Linked DNA regions of Callithrix jacchus: region 2 is linked to region 1. Evidence: chromatin contacts called from public Hi-C data. All regions are on one chromosome and are shown on one strand. The core of a region is the stretch at or near the end of the contact, and the rest is flanking DNA. Distances in the headings are between cores, read along the strand shown. Region 1 holds the start of ZDHHC24 (zDHHC palmitoyltransferase 24). Region 2 holds the start of RBM4B (RNA binding motif protein 4B).

Evidence for each region. A called contact is a pair of places that touch in the nucleus more often than the background predicts.
Region 2: a contact with region 1 is called in a Hi-C map of skeletal muscle, with 4 times the contacts expected there. The contact joins the promoter of RBM4B here to the promoter of ZDHHC24 in region 1. A contact is called at or near these places in 2 of 3 Hi-C or Micro-C datasets (induced pluripotent stem cells and skeletal muscle).

Annotation. Positions count from the first base shown.
Region 1 is chr10:123,617,311-123,624,857 of calJac240_pri, reverse strand. ZDHHC24 (zDHHC palmitoyltransferase 24) reads left to right here and starts at 5,033. Exons shown (of 3, transcript XM_009008527.5): 1 at 5,033-5,349. The coding sequence starts at 5,069. ACTN3 (actinin alpha 3) reads right to left here and starts at 4,175. Exons shown (of 20, transcript XM_078341468.1): 1 at 3,996-4,175; 2 at 144-552. The coding sequence starts at 4,142. It also overlaps the pseudogene LOC118145936.
Region 2 is chr10:123,755,214-123,762,760 of calJac240_pri, reverse strand. RBM4B (RNA binding motif protein 4B) reads left to right here and starts at 4,078. Exons shown (of 5, transcript XR_013523516.1): 1 at 4,078-4,196; 2 at 4,864-5,287. It overlaps RBM4 (RNA binding motif protein 4), which reads right to left. Exons shown (of 5, transcript XR_013523512.1): 2 at 861-972; 3 at 492-610.

The sequences.
Region 1 (7,547 bases), core at 3,784-6,283:
GTAGATTGGCTCTTTACTGGCTCTCCGGCGAGGCAGGGATTATCCCATTGTTGAGATGAGGAAACTGAGACTCACGAGGTGATTTGTTAATATCAAGAGAGGCTCCCGCTCCCTGCCCACGACCCTTCCTGCTACCTCCTCACCTTCAGCACCAATGGACACCAGCTTAACCCCCTTGCTAGCAATGAAGTCCAGGGCCTTGTTAACGTTGGCGATTTTGTGGAAGCGCATCTTGCCTTTATCTGGCCTGGGCAGCCGCTCTCCTGGGTATAAGAGGAGAGTCCAAGGGCCAAAGGTCATGAGAGGCAGCTGAAGCCATTGCCCACAAACTCTCCCCTCCCCGCCAAATCCCGTCAAACATTCCGCCACCCTATTGCCCCTGCTGTCCAGATGTTCCTGGGTCCTGGGGCCCAGGTGCACTGATTTCCCATCCTCACCTGAAATAACCTCCAGGAGCAGCATGAGTTTGAGGCCATTGCGGAAATCTTCCTCGATGTTCTCGATCTGGGTGCCCGCCTTGCGCAGGTGTGAGTTGCACCAGGCAGTGAAGGTCTGGGGGCAGACGACAGCACTCAGACCCTACAACCAGGTCTGGGGGATGTGGGGCATGATCCTGTCTCCTCACTCAGGGTAGGTCTCAGAGCCTTGTATTTCTGAATTCAAGTCTCAGCTCAGCTCAGCCACTGACTTGCTGTGCATCCTGGGCCAGTCCCTTTCCCTCTCTGAGCTTTAGTTTTCCTGGGAGGGGAGAAATGGGGTCTGGGACCCATGCAGGTCCCAGTTTGGACTTGGGGCACCCTCTCACCAGCACTTCAGCCTTAGCTGGTCTTAAATACTAGAGGGGGCCCTAGAAAATATTAACACATTCAAAGTGTGGGGCCCTCTGAGGTCTTGAGCTGTAAGAACCAGTGCAGGGTGATATTGCCTTTCTGAAATCTGAAAACTCCTAGACTGAAGCACATCTGGCCCTCAGGGTTTTGTCTAAGGGACTGTCTCTGTGTTTCTACTTTCTTAGCCCCACTGACCTTCCAGGGCTGTTGTAAATTGGCCTCCGAGTAGACCCTAAGTGTGCAAGGACTCTGCCGGCTGTTGGAGGGTCAGCCGGCAAGGGTCAGGCCTAGCCTGATCTCATTTTGTTTTTTTAGAGACAAAAACAACAAATGTTGTCCAGGCTTGTCTCAAGCTTCTGGGCTCAAGTGATCCTCCTGTCTTGGCTTCCCAAACTGTTGGGATTACAGGCATGAGCTACCATGCCTGGTCTGAACTCATTTCCCGGGGTGACCGCCCATCCCTTCACCAAGAGTCAGCCTCAGGCTCAGGCTCAGGCTCAGGCTCCATCTGAGAAGAGAGGGATGGTACAGGGCTGTGCGTCTGTTGGGGATAGGGGTGACATGGCACTTGGTACTCAAGTTTCTGCCAACCTGCTGCCCTTCGGGTTCTGAATTCTGTGTTTCCAGAGACTCCTTGGTAGAGTCAGGGTGGGCTCCAAGTCCAGCTGAGCCACTCACTCTCTGTGATCTAGGGTCAGCCCCTTTCCCTCTTTGGGGATTGGTCTCCCCATTTGTGTAATTAAAGTAGGCACTGAGTACAACTTGATGGGAACCCAAGCACTGAATAGGGCAACTGGATTTCCCACAGTTCCCTCCAACCCTGGAGTCTGAGATGCTTTGAGTCTGGAAAAGGCAGGGGGGCAGGCAGGTCTGGATGGTGCCAAACATGACTCTGAATGAGATGTGGTTCCTGCCCTAAGGGAGCTCATAGTCTATACAAGAGTCATGTTGATCTGAGAAGTGCTGGAAGAAGTTGCTGAGGAGTTTATGGGAGGGACGCTGCAGATCAGGGTGCGGGCCTCTTGGGAAGGCCAGCATTTGATCAGACTGCGATGGGCAGGAATTATTCAGGCAGGGAAGGGCAGGCAAGGGCATTTCAGGCAGGGGCAGCCTTGCGGGCAAGTGCTTGGTGGCTGAGAGAAACAGTTGCTACATTTGTCAGACTACAAGGATCTGGGCACTGCTGGAATAGAGCTGGGGGTGTTGGGGCATAAGTGGTAACAGGCGGGCCGGAGGGGCAGCAGGGGCCAGGTCATGCATCATCTTGGGTGCTAAGCCGGGGAGATTAAATTTGATCTTGAGGGCAACAGGGAGTCAGGGAAGCCTCAGGCAAGAGGGAGGTGGGCAGAACTGTCCATGCTGGCTGCAGAATGGAGCTAAATGGCTTGGCGCAGCAGAGGGGAGAAGTTAGGAGGCAGTAACTGGGACCAGGGCAAGAGAGGAAGGGTGTCAGTGATGGGGACAAGGCAGGATCGGGTGGATGAGACGGAAATGATGGAATGTCAGCTCCCTGCGACAGGGGCTTTATTTTGTCTGCTGCCGAATCCCAGCACCTAAAACGGTGCTGGCACATAGTAAGTCATCAGGTGGGAGGAAGTGGGCATGCTGCTCCAAGACCGTGTGAAGGAAGCCCTTGGATGGAGGAGTCACTGGGGAGAAGGGGAGCATAGAGGAACAGGGAGAGGGCAGGGCTAAAGCAGAGCGCAAGGATGTTTATTTCCACCTTGCAATAAACAACGCTGGACGAGAAAGACGTGAGCCACTACAGGGGATGCTGATTGATTTTCAGAGCCTCTATGCTGCGCAGCTGTTGAATGAATGGATGAGATGGTGACTGCAAGTTGCGATGAACAGATGTTTCTGATATTTTGTTAGGTGACAAAGGCAAGTTACAGACTGGTATGTGTCATATGAGGGGCATGAAGACCTGGATCCAGGAGAGGCCCGGGTGGGAGGGGTTAGGGATGGATGTTGCAGAACAGGTGGCAGCTGGAGCCAAGGACAGGGATGACATCACCAGGAAATTGCTGAACCTGGGACTGCAGCCAGGCTGGAGACAGGTGCAGGGGAGCCTAACGGGAGGTCTGTCACCTGGGGAACCCCAGCTGAGTCAGCGTCATCTCCTGCTATCTAACCCAGCGGAAGTGTTCTGATTCTAAATTCTAGGATTCTCAGGTCCTGCAAATTCCACTGAATGCCCTGGTACCCTTCCCTTTCCTGGAGTCATACAGTGTTGGCACATGCTGAGCAGGGTCCAATGGCTCATGGTTTTCTCCTAGTTACCCCTGGCCTGCCACTCCCCAAATTTTTCTCCCTCTGGCCTGGATCATTTTCTCTTTGGGAACCCAGGTGTCCTGCCCCCTCCACTTGGGAAAGTCTGGAAGTGAAAATAGCTCAGGGAGGGAGGGGCCCTGAGTGCCCAACGGGCTGGGCCCCTGAGGTGCTGCCTCAGCACTACGTGTCCATCTGGCCAGAGAGTCAGGTTACTGCGTAAGGGGACCCAGGTCTCCCCTCCCTGACCTGTGGTCTTTTCAGCAGACTCAGGGCCTCTGGGGTATCTTGGGAAAGAATGGGGGTGGGGCAAGGGATAAAGATCCTCAGGTTAGGGGGCCCTGAAGTCTGACAGTCTGTGATTTGAGGCCTGTCTCTTCTCCTTTCTGGGCTTCAGCTTCTTCAATCGTTACATAAGATACAGCGACTATGAACCCCACCCTGGAGATGGGGTGGGGTCTGAGAGGACCCTCCTCACCCTACCACACTCCCAAGTCCACTAGCTGCTTGGCTGCAAGCCCTCAGGGTGGGGCCTGGGAATATTTAACTAGAGAGTGGTGGGAGATTCTCCTTCCTGAACCCCTAAACTTGGATCTCCTGGACTTTGCCCAACCTGTTTTGACCAGCAGAAGTGGGGCAGTGGGCCCAGGGGAATGAACCCTGCGGGGTGGGGACCCCAGAAACTCTCTTGTCATTCTAAACCCCTCTTGAGGGTTCCCAGTCCTCTCCGCCAGCCCTGGGGACAGCAGACAGCTGATGGGCAGGGCCTGGGCTGGGGACTGGCACTCTAGGTTAAAGACAGCCTCTGCCCCCCTGCCCTGCTGAGATGCCCAGGACAAACCGCCCGGCCTCTCAGGCCTCGGTTTTGCTGTCGGGAAATGGGCGAACACTCACTTTCCGCTGCTGCTTCTCCCAGGCCGGGTCCAGCAGCAGGTCGCGGTCCCAGTCCTCCTCCTGTTCCATGTACTCGCCGCCCCCGCCGCCGCCCGCGAAGGGCCCCTCCCCGGCCCCCAGACCCTCGGGCTGTATAACCATCATCATCTTGCTCGGGCTCCTGGCTTCGCTCCGCTCCGCGCGCTCTCGGACACCCGGGCCCCGTTAAGTAGGGCCCAACCCAGCCCCGGATCGAATTCGCACTAAATATGGGGGAGGAGGGAGGGGCCAGATGGGGCGAAGGAGCTTGGACTGGACCTGGCAAGGGGTTGTCCTGGGGCTAGGGACTGCGGAGGTGGGGGGCGCCGGGATGGATCTCGCGGCGGAGATCCTGGGTTTGCGTTCCCGCTCCGCTGCGGGGGTGCTGTGTGACCTTGGGAAATCCACGGGACCTCTCTGTTTCCTCCTCTCCACAATGGACAGGCCGATAATAATAGTGACCGTGGGCCGCCCTAGCGGCTGCCCTCCGGCGCTCCTCGCCAGCCTCTTCCAGCCCCTAGCTGGTGGGACACGGAGCCCTATCCCCATTTCACAGTCAGGAACACGAAGGCGCCGAGCTGTTTTGCATGTTTTCTGGGGTGATGAAGGGAGACACCGGGCATGGGGAACGGCTCTGAGCCAGCTGGATGGGCCGCGGCAGGGCTATTAATATCGGGGCGGCTGGGGGGAGTAGGGGAGAATTTGCTGAGCCGGGAAATCCCGACCGACGCCGCCCAGGCTGCAACTCAATCCCCCGGGCGCGCCTGGGCAGCGGGCGGGGCTCCGGCGGGGAGGGCGGGGCCTCCCAGGGTGGGCGGGCCGATCACTCCGCGGCGTCCTCCGTGATCCAGTGCTGCGGATTTCCCGAGCGCCTCCTGCTGGTCCGTCGGTCCAATCAACTCGCCCCGTCGGTCGGCCGCTCCCTGAGAGATTAAGCGCTCGCCGCACTCCTTCGGAGCTTTTATTGGCCGTAGCAGACGTCCGTCTGCCGTTATTCCCGCCCCAATACGGAAGCGGCCGAGTCCTCTAGCTGCGATTGCTGGGGTGTCCAGGCCATGGGGCAGCCCTGGGCGGCTGAGGGCGCGGATGGGGCGCCCGCGCGGCTGCCTCTCATGCTCACCGCGCTGTGGGCCACGGCCGTGGGCCTGGAGCTGGCTTACGTGCTGGTGGTCGGTCCCGGGCCGCCCCCGCTGGGACCCCTGGCTCGGGCCTTTCAGCTGGCGCTGGCCGCCTTCCAGATGCTCAACCTGCTGGGCAACGTGGGGCTCTTCCTGCGCTCGGATCCAAGCATCCGCGGCGTGATGCTGGCCGGCCGTGGTCTGGGCCAGGGCTGGGCGTGAGTGGGGCGTGGAATCCGGGGGGAGAAGTGGGAGACTTTGCTAGGGCGGAAGGGCCCCAAGACTTGAGATGTTAGAACCGGCTTACATTAGGATCCGGGTTGTTAGAACCAGAAATTTTTTTAGAACCTGGGATGGAAGAGCTAGAACGACTGTTATTCACTCACAGCTACTTATTGGGCACCTACTAGGTGCGAGGTACTAAGGCTACAATAGAACAGATTCCTGATCTGGAGCTTATTTAGGGGACAGATGAGAAACTAGAGGAATAATAAGAAAATCATATAGAATGCTAGAAGGTGATAGTAGTATGGAAATAAGAAGTAGAGCAGGGTAAAGAGGTTGCAAGTTTCAGTATTAGGAGGCCGAGGCCGGTGGATCACCTGAGGTCAGGAGTTCGAGCCCAGACTGCCCAACTTGGAGAAACCCCGTTTTTACTAAAAATACAAAAAAAAGAAAAAAAGCCAGATGTGGTGGCACATGCCTGTAATCCCAGTTACTCAGGAGGCTGAGGCAGGAGAATCGCTTGAACACGGAAGGCAGAGGTTTTGGTGAGCTGAGATTGCACCATTGCACTCCAGCCTGGGCAACAAGAGCGAAACATATCAAAATAAATAAATAAATAAATAGGTGGTCAGGCCAGGTGCGGTGGCTCATGCCTGTACTTTGGGAGGCCAAAGTGGGAAGATCACTTAAGGTCAGAAGTTTACAAGCCTGACCAACATGGTGAAACCTCGTCTCTACTAAAAATACAAAAAAAATTAGCTGAATGTGGTGGTGTGTGCCTGTAATCCCAGCTACTCAGGAGGCTGAGGTAAGAGAATTGCTTGAAGCTGGGAAGTACATGTTGCAGTGAGCAGAGACTGAGCCACTGCGCTCCAGCCTGGGCTGCTCTGTCTCAAAAAAAAAAAAATTATTCCAAGTTGTATTGATAAATCATAACATTACTTGGTATCCCATAAGTATATACAACTGGAATTTGTCAATTAGACAATACAGATTACACCAGGTAACAGGCTCTCCACACACATTTTATGCCGGGCACAGGCTTTTGCCTGTAGTTCCAGCTACTTGAGAAGCTGAGGCTGTAGTGATGTGTTCACAGATTGCACCTGTGAACAGCCACTACACTCCACCCTGGATACTGTAGCAAGACCCTGTCTTTAAAATGTTTTTAAATTATTATTATTATTATTATTTTGAGACGGAGTTTTGTTCTTGTTACCCAGGTTGGAGTCCAATGGCACGATCTCGGCTCACCGCAACCTCCGCCTCCTGGGTTCAGGCAATTCTCCTGCCTCAGCCTCCTGAGTAGCTGGGATTACAGGCACGCGCCACCGTGCCCAGCTAATTTTTTTTGTATTTTTAGTAGAGACGGGGTTTCACCATGTTGACCAGGATGGTCTCGATCTGTTGACCTCGTGATCCACCTGCCTTGGTCTCCCAAAGTGCTGGGATTACAAGCATGAGCCACCGCACCTGGCCCAATTATTATTATTTTTATTGTGCAATGCTTCATGAATATGCGTGTCATCCTTGCACTAATCTTCTCTGTATCGTTCCAGTTTTAGTATATGTGCTGCCGAAGCGAGCACTAAATTTTTTTTTTTTAATTAATTTTTTTTTGAGATGGAATCTCACTCTGTTGCCCAGGCTGGATTGCAGTGGTGCGATCTTTGCTCACCACAACCTCTGCCTTCTGGGTTCAAGTGATTCTCCTGCCTCAGCCTCCCAAGTAGTTGGGACCATAGGTACACGCCACCATGCCCGGCTAATTTTTGTATTTTTAGTAGAGATGGGGTTTCACCGTGTTGGCCACACTAGTCTCGAACTCCTGACCTTGTAATCCACCTGCCTTGGCCTCTCAAAGTGTTGGGATTACAGGCATGAACCACCACGCCCGGCCAAATTGATTTTTAAAGTAATAAAAATAAATAGGTGGTCAAAGTAGACCTCATAAAGAAGGAGGCATTTGAGCAAAACTTGGAGAGGGTGGGGGAGTTAGCCATGTGGGAATCTGAGAAGGGTGTTCCAGGCAGAGGGGACAGATGAAGCAAAGGCTCTGAGGCAGTTCTATAGGTAGCACGTTCCGGGAACAGCAAGCAGGCCACTGTGGCTGGAGTGGAGTAAGACAGGGGAAGAGCTCTCACAGATGGAAGGTGCTGTAGGACATGGAAGGCTTTGAAATAAATTGGAG
Region 2 (7,547 bases), core at 2,829-5,328, 140 kb before region 1:
AGGTCTCTGCTGTCCAAAGCCGCAGCCACCAGCCATGAGTGGCTACTGAGATGTAGCCAAACCAAGCGTGCCATGACTGTAAAACACCGGGTGTCAAGCATGGAAGAGGACAACTTTAAATATCTCAATGTTTCTATTATGTGTCGAAATAATATTTTAGACAAATTGGGTTTCAAAAGTATCATTAAAGTGAATTTCAATTATTTTGTTTCCTTTTTTTCATGTGCTTGCTGGAAGTGTTTAAATTACATATGTAGCTTACATTGTATTTGTATTGGACAGCACCGCTCTAAATGAGCTCCAGATCTAAATGCAAAAGGTAAAAAACATAATAGGCTGGGCTAGGTGGCTAATGCCTGTGGTCCCAGCACTTTGGGAGGCCAAGGCAGGCAGATCACCTGAGGTCAGGAGTTCGAGACCAGCCTAGCCAACATGGTGAAATCCCGTCTCTACTAAGAATCCAAAAATTAGCCAGGCATGGTGGCACATACCTGTAATCCCAGCTACTCAGAAGGCTGAGGCAGGAGAATCATTTGAACCTGGGAGGTAGAGGTTGCAGTGAGCTGAGATCACGCCACTGTACTCCAGCCTAGGTGACAACAGTGAAACTCTGTCCCAAAAACATAATAGAATAAAATGTTGGATAATATCTTGTGACCAGCAGGGTCTACAAAAGAACATCTTACACAAAAGTTCAAAAGCAAGCCAGGTACAGTGGCCCATACCTGTAATCCCAGCACTTTGGGAGGTAAGATGGAGGATCACAAGCTCAGAAATTCAAGACCAGCCTAAGCAACACAGCAAAACCCCATTTCTACAGAGATAAATTTTTTAAATTAGCTGGGCATAGTGGAACCCACCTGTAGTCCCAGCTACTTGGGAGGCTGAGGAGGAAGGATTGCTTGAGCCCCAGAAGTCGAGGCCGCACTGAGCCATGATCACACCCCACTGCACTCCTGCCTGGGCAACAGGCTATTAAAAAAAAAAACAAAAGCACAGCTTTAAGATAGAAATTAATTTCATTGCCTAAAAAAAAAAGGATTTCTGTTCAATGAGGGACACCATGGATAAAGTTAATAATTAGTGGAATGAGATATGATATTTGAGACCAGTAAGAGATTAACATCTAGCATATACAAAAAAAGCCCTAAAAATCAACAACAAAAAGGATCCTGCAACCTGAAAACAACAATGGGCAAAAGATATGAACAGGAAATTTACAGAAGCACAAACTTGAAAATTCAAGAGGCCACCTGTAACCCTAGTATACTGGAAGTGGGAGGATCACTTGGGGCCAGGTGTATGACTAGCCCAGGCAGCATCGTGAGACCTCGTCTCTACCAAAAACAAAAAAATTAGCTGGGCATATAATCCTAGCTACTTGGGAGGCTGAGGGCTGTGGGCTTCAGCATCCTGAAGCAGGAGGATCATTTGGACCCAGGAGCTGAAGGCTGCAGTAAGCTGATTGTGCCACTGCACTCCAGCCTGCATGACAGTGCAAGACCTTTTCTAAAAAAAAGGTCAGGTGTGGTGGCTCACGCCTGTAAGCAATCCCAGCACCACTTTGGGAGGCTGAGACGGGTGGATCACGAGGTCAAGAGATCGAGACCATCCTGGTCAACATGGTGAAACCCCGTCTCTACTAACAATACAAAAAATTAGATGGGCATGGTGGTGCGTGCCTGTAGTCCCAGCTACTCAGGAGGCTGAGGCAGGAGAATTGCCTGAACCCAGGAGGCAGAGGTTGCAGTGAGCCGAGATCACACCATTGCACTCCAGCCTGGGTAACAAGAGCGAACTCTGTCTCAAAAAAAAAAAAAAAAGTATAATATATGATTGTACACCACGGAGTACTGCGTTACTCACTAGTTAGCTATCATGAAGCAACACAGCCCTTAGTAAAAAAACAGTAAGGCACAATGAGCTGTACAACTCAAAAAACACTATTTACATAATTTATGCAAATGTACCACGTTTAAGTCGAGATTAGAAGAAATCAACTGTAAAAAGACATTTGTAACAATCCAGGAGAATTCTGAGCATGAACATTAGATGATATTAACATAGGATAGTGCTATTTTAAATTAGAAGCACATAAGCCAGGTGCAGTGGCTCACACCTGTAATCCCAGCATTTTGTGAGGCTAAAGTGGAAACATCTTGAGCCCAGAAGTTTGAGACCAGTCTGGCAACATAATGAGACACCCCCAAAAAATCTCTACAAAAATTTTTTAAAAATTAGCTGGATGTGGTGGCCCATGCCTGTGGTCCCAGCTGCTCCAGAGGCTGCGGTGAAAGGATTACTTGTGCCCAGGAAGTCGAGGCTACAGTGAGCCATAATGGTGTTACTGCACTCCAACCTGGGTGACAAAGTGACACACTGACTCAAAAATAATAGTTAAGGGCCAGGCACAGTGGCTTACACCTGTAATCCCAGCAGTGTGAGATGCCAAGGTAGGTGGATCACTTGAGGTCAGGAGTTCAACACCAGCCTGGCCAACATGGTGGAACCCCGTCTCTACTAAAAATACAAAAATTAGCCAGATGTGGTGGTGCATGCCTGTAGTCCCAGCTACTTGGGAGGCTGAGTCAGGAAAATGGTTTGAACCTGGGAAGCGCCCATTACCGTAAACTGAGATCTCCCCACTGCCCTCCAGCCTGGGTGACACAGCAAGACTCTGTCTTTTAAAAAATAAAAATAAAATTGGAAGGACAGTGCCTTTTCTGAAATGGCTGAGAAACAAAAAACTCAGGGAAAGAACATATTCAAGTAGCTGGGGTGGAAGCAGGCAGCCTGGGGAATGTGTGCCTGATAATATCAGAGAAACCGTTATGGAGCCACTACAATGGGGAATGGTGACTGACAATCTCTCTGGCAGGCTCTACTAGGAGATAAACCCAATTCATCAATCTCCATAAACTGCTATGCTTTGTTGGAGGGTGACAGTGGGGAATCCGCCTGACTTTTTATTTTTTTGATACCGAGTCTCGCTCTGTGACGCAGGCTGGTGTGCAGTGGCACGATCTCGGCTCACTGCAACTTCCGCCTCCCAGGTTCCAACGATTCTCCTGCCTCAGACTCCCAAGTAGCTGAGATTACAGGCGCGCGCCACCACGCCCAACTAATTTTTGTATTTTTAGTAGCGACGCGGGGGCGGGGGGTGGGTCACCATACTGGCCAAGCTGGTCTTGAACTCCTGACCTCGTGATCCGCCCGCCTCCGCCTCCCAAAGCGCTGGGGTTACAGTCGCGGACCACTGCACCCGGCCGGTCTAAACTTCTTTTTACCGCCAGGAGGTGCCCTTGGACCACAGGTGAATTTTGAATGCTCGAGTATGTCGGGAAACTCACAGTTACATACATTTCCAGCTTGGCGTGGACGAGGAGACCCTGTCCCACCCCAAAACTGGGACCTCACTGGGCCTCTCCACCAAATATTCCTCTATTGTGCTCACCACAGGCCAGGACTGTGACGGACACACAATGAGAGAGAGAACCAGCCCACGGATACTCATGAGCAAACAAAACATGGCTAAGCGTAGCCTGGGTAGCAATGCCAGGTTATCTTTCTGTCCCTTGGTTCTCAGTTTCCGTACCTAAATAACACGTCTGCAATAAAAACTTTAATGTTTAAAGCTCTACAAAACAATGACTAGTTTTGCTTAAAATGTGGCGCGCCTGTTGTTTCTGAAATGTTGCCCCAAGCTGCACAAAGGCCGGAAAGCCCGTTACGAAAGCCCCTTTTTAGGGCACTCGGAGAGATTACCCTTTGTCATCAGCACCCCGCCCCCTCACAGAGCCCAATAACGCGACCCATTGTGATGGCGAGTGACTCCCTAGGGCCTCCACTTCTCTAGGCAGTGGTGGCGTCCAGAGCTCTTCTGACGGCAGGAGTGGCGACCACTTCCAGGGTAGTGATTGGCTGGCTGGGGCTGAGGGCGGGCTGACCTCCACGGAGCCGCAACGCCTCCAGCGGGCCCCGCCCCCGTGCTGCGTGGTCATTTGTATTCAGCTTCAGGATTGGCCACTTGGGTCCCGCGAGGTGAAGCGGAAGGAAGCAGTGCGCACTTGCGCGTGCGTGAGCTGGCGCGCGAGAAAGGGCCCGGTAGCGTCGAGGCTCGAGCGGCCGTCGCCATTTTATAGGGTTAGCTTTGACGCGGGAGCCGCCGCCGCCGCCGCCGCCGCCGCCACCCGGAGGTGCGAGAGGTTCTTGTGTGTGCGATGTGGAGAGCCTGGGGACGGGCTGGGCCAGACCTCCGGGAGACAGTATGGTCCGGATTTGGGTTTCACGTTTTGCTGCGGGAAGTCCTGGACGACAACGGGAGGAGGCGGGGCCGGGTCTCCGGAAGGAGGCGGGGCAGGGGTCGGGTCGAGTCTTTGTTGGGGCGAAGGAGCTGGAGGTTGGGCCGCTGGGGGGCGGGTAGTTAGTCCCGGTTTGGGGGAAAGGGGACTTCTTTCTTTTTAGGGTATCTTGAAAGGTGCTAGCGCACGTAGGAGAGGTACGAAGATTTCCCTCCAAAACCTTATTAGCAGGCTCACTGCGATAACTGTTCCTTGCTTTTGCTTGGGCGTTTCTCTTTCCTCATTTTAAGACATGGAACAGCTAATTCTGGTATTTACGCTCCATTTCACGGAGATGATAGACTGCCCTGTGCACGCTGACCCTTGACCGGCTGTTTGCATGTCACACATAGCGCGCACTCCTCAAGAACAAACCGCCCTTCCTCTATTGAGGAAGAATAGCGAATGTCTATGTGAGGGTCTTGAAGGTGCCGGAACTTTGGAGGATTAGACGAAAATGCTGCACTGCACCGAAATTTCCCACCACACCCCTGATTTTTGAAATCTTGTTTTTCTCTCCCAGGCTCTTGTCAGGATGGTGAAGCTGTTCATCGGAAACCTGCCCCGGGAGGCCACAGAGCAGGAGATCCGCTCTCTTTTCGAGCAGTATGGGAAGGTGCTGGAATGTGACATCATTAAGAATTACGGCTTTGTGCACATAGAAGACAAGACAGCAGCCGAGGATGCCATACGCAACCTGCACCATTACAAGCTTCATGGGGTGAACATCAACGTGGAAGCCAGCAAGAATAAGAGCAAAGCTTCAACCAAGTTACACGTGGGTAACATCAGCCCCACTTGTACCAACCAAGAGCTTCGAGCCAAGTTTGAGGAGTATGGTCCGGTCATCGAATGTGACATCGTGAAAGATTATGCCTTCGTACACATGGAGCGGGCAGAGGATGCAGTGGAGGCCATCAGGGGCCTTGACAACACAGAGTTTCAAGGTGAATTGCTCTGGGGCCTGGGTAGTAGAGCCGTGTGGGTATAGCTTGAGACAGGCAAGAACACAAGACTATGGGAGTGTCAGGGTGGTTTCTTCCATTATGTTTTAGCTGGAAATAACAGATGATGTTTACCTCTGTTCAGCATAATTTACTCCTGGGGAAGCAAACGCTTCGCGATTTTAGGTTTGCTAAGACATAGGAACACAAATTGTAGGTTACTTTATCCTGCGGGATTCTTGCATTCATTTGAGTGCTGTTGGAAGTGTAATCTGCCTGGGGAGGTAGTACCTTATGAGAGAAGGAAAGATCAAGGTCCATGGGTTACCTGCTTCTTTGGTTATGATCAGGAGGCCTTATATTTGAGGGTTTAAATGCTTAAGATTTATGTTCTTTACTGCCTTAGGCGATGAATACTTGTGGGAAAGAAGTAAAAAGGTATCTAGAAGAAACCCTATATCATAAATCTGGGTGGCGAGTCTGATCGGATCTGAGAGGTATCTTTGGTTGCTCAAATTTGTGCCGTCTATTCAAGCAGAGTCAAAAAACATGCCATGGAGTGTTCTGCTCCACCTACTATTACTTAACCCTAAGAAAAACAAGGAAATTTCCAAATACATCACACTGAATGAGAATGATGGTCCCACTTGTGAAGAAATTCCAGTAAAACATCCTATAGCATATCATATTATTTATTCCGATAATAAAGGTATGTACATTGTCACTAATACCGCAAGAGGTTTGTCAGAAGTCTCTAGAACCGTGCTAGTAACCACATGTGGCTTAGTAAATCGAAATTAATTGAGATTAAATAAAATTTAAAATGCAGTTTTTCAGGTGTATACCAGACTCGTTTTAAGCACTCAGTGAAGCCTGCGGCTACCATATTGGTAAAGACAGAACGTTTCCATAATCATAGAACATTCTTTTGGATAGCATTGTTCCACAAGTGTTTTGTTAACAGTATCGTCTTGGACCTCACGTTCATAGCGAGTTTTGTGCTTCCTAAGTCAACACCTTTTCTGCCCTGGGTGTCTTTAAAGGGGTTGTTAAGTACTTTTGGGTCCTCTGTTAAACCTAGAAAACAGAATGAGAAAATAAATAATGGAAGAAGAGGAAAAGTTGACCAGCAAAGGGTAAGAAAGTCTGCATAGTGGAGATTGGTAGAGGAGCTTGCGAGTTAATGAACCCTACTGTACCTCCCTCACAGGACTGTAATGAGGCTAGAATGAAAGAATAGATGTGAAAGTGTTTTGACAGTAAAAGCACTATATGACAACAGGTGAGTGCTGTTCTGGTTAAAAATGTATTGAAAGTATGATAGTGACGCTTTCCTTATTTATTTGCTTTTCTTAACATGTTTTTATTATTTTGGAATGTTGCTGCACTTCAGCTTTTAAAACTATTCTTAATTATTTTAATTTGATGGGGAGATTATCTGATGGACAGTGGAGACTGGGGAAGGAGGGTTTTCTCCTAACAGGTAATGAGCAAAATGTAAAAGAATATAAAATTGGGTACAGACTGCAGAGGTATTCTAGTAATATATACAGAATGCCCTTGCCTTTTAACTGTATTTAACACAGGCTGGGCGCAGTGGCTCATGCCTGTAATCCCAGCACTTTTGGAGGCTGAGGCAGGTGGTTCACCTGAGGTCAGGAGTTTGAGACCAGCCAGCCAATATGGTAAAACCCCGTCTCTACTAAAAATATGAAAAAACTAGCCGGGCATGGTGGTGTGTGACTGTAATCCCAGGTACTCGGGAAGCTGAGACAGGAGAATGGGTTGAACGTGGGAGGTGGAGGTTACAGTGAGCTAACCACAGATTGCACCACTGTACTCCAGAGTGAGACTCCGTTTGAAAAAAAAAATACATAATTATATTAAAAATAATTATAAAAAAATATAATTATATATTATATATAACATATATTAGATAATTATATATATAAAATAACAGAATAAAAGAAAAAGGGCAAAAAGATGTATAAAAAAAATCAGCTAATTGGGGGTAGCTGGCGTGGGATAAATATGTGTTGTTGCGATGTTTTGTTTTGTTTTGTTTTGAGACAGAGCCTTGCTCTGTCATCAGGCTGGACTGCAATGGCATGATCTTGGCTCACTGCAACCTCCGCCTCCTGGGTTCAGTCAGTTCTCCTGCCTCAGCCTCCTGAGTAGCTGCTATTACAGGCATGTGCCACCACACCTGGCTAATTTTTTTTTGTATCTTTAGTAGACATGTTGGGCCAGGCTGGTCTCAAAC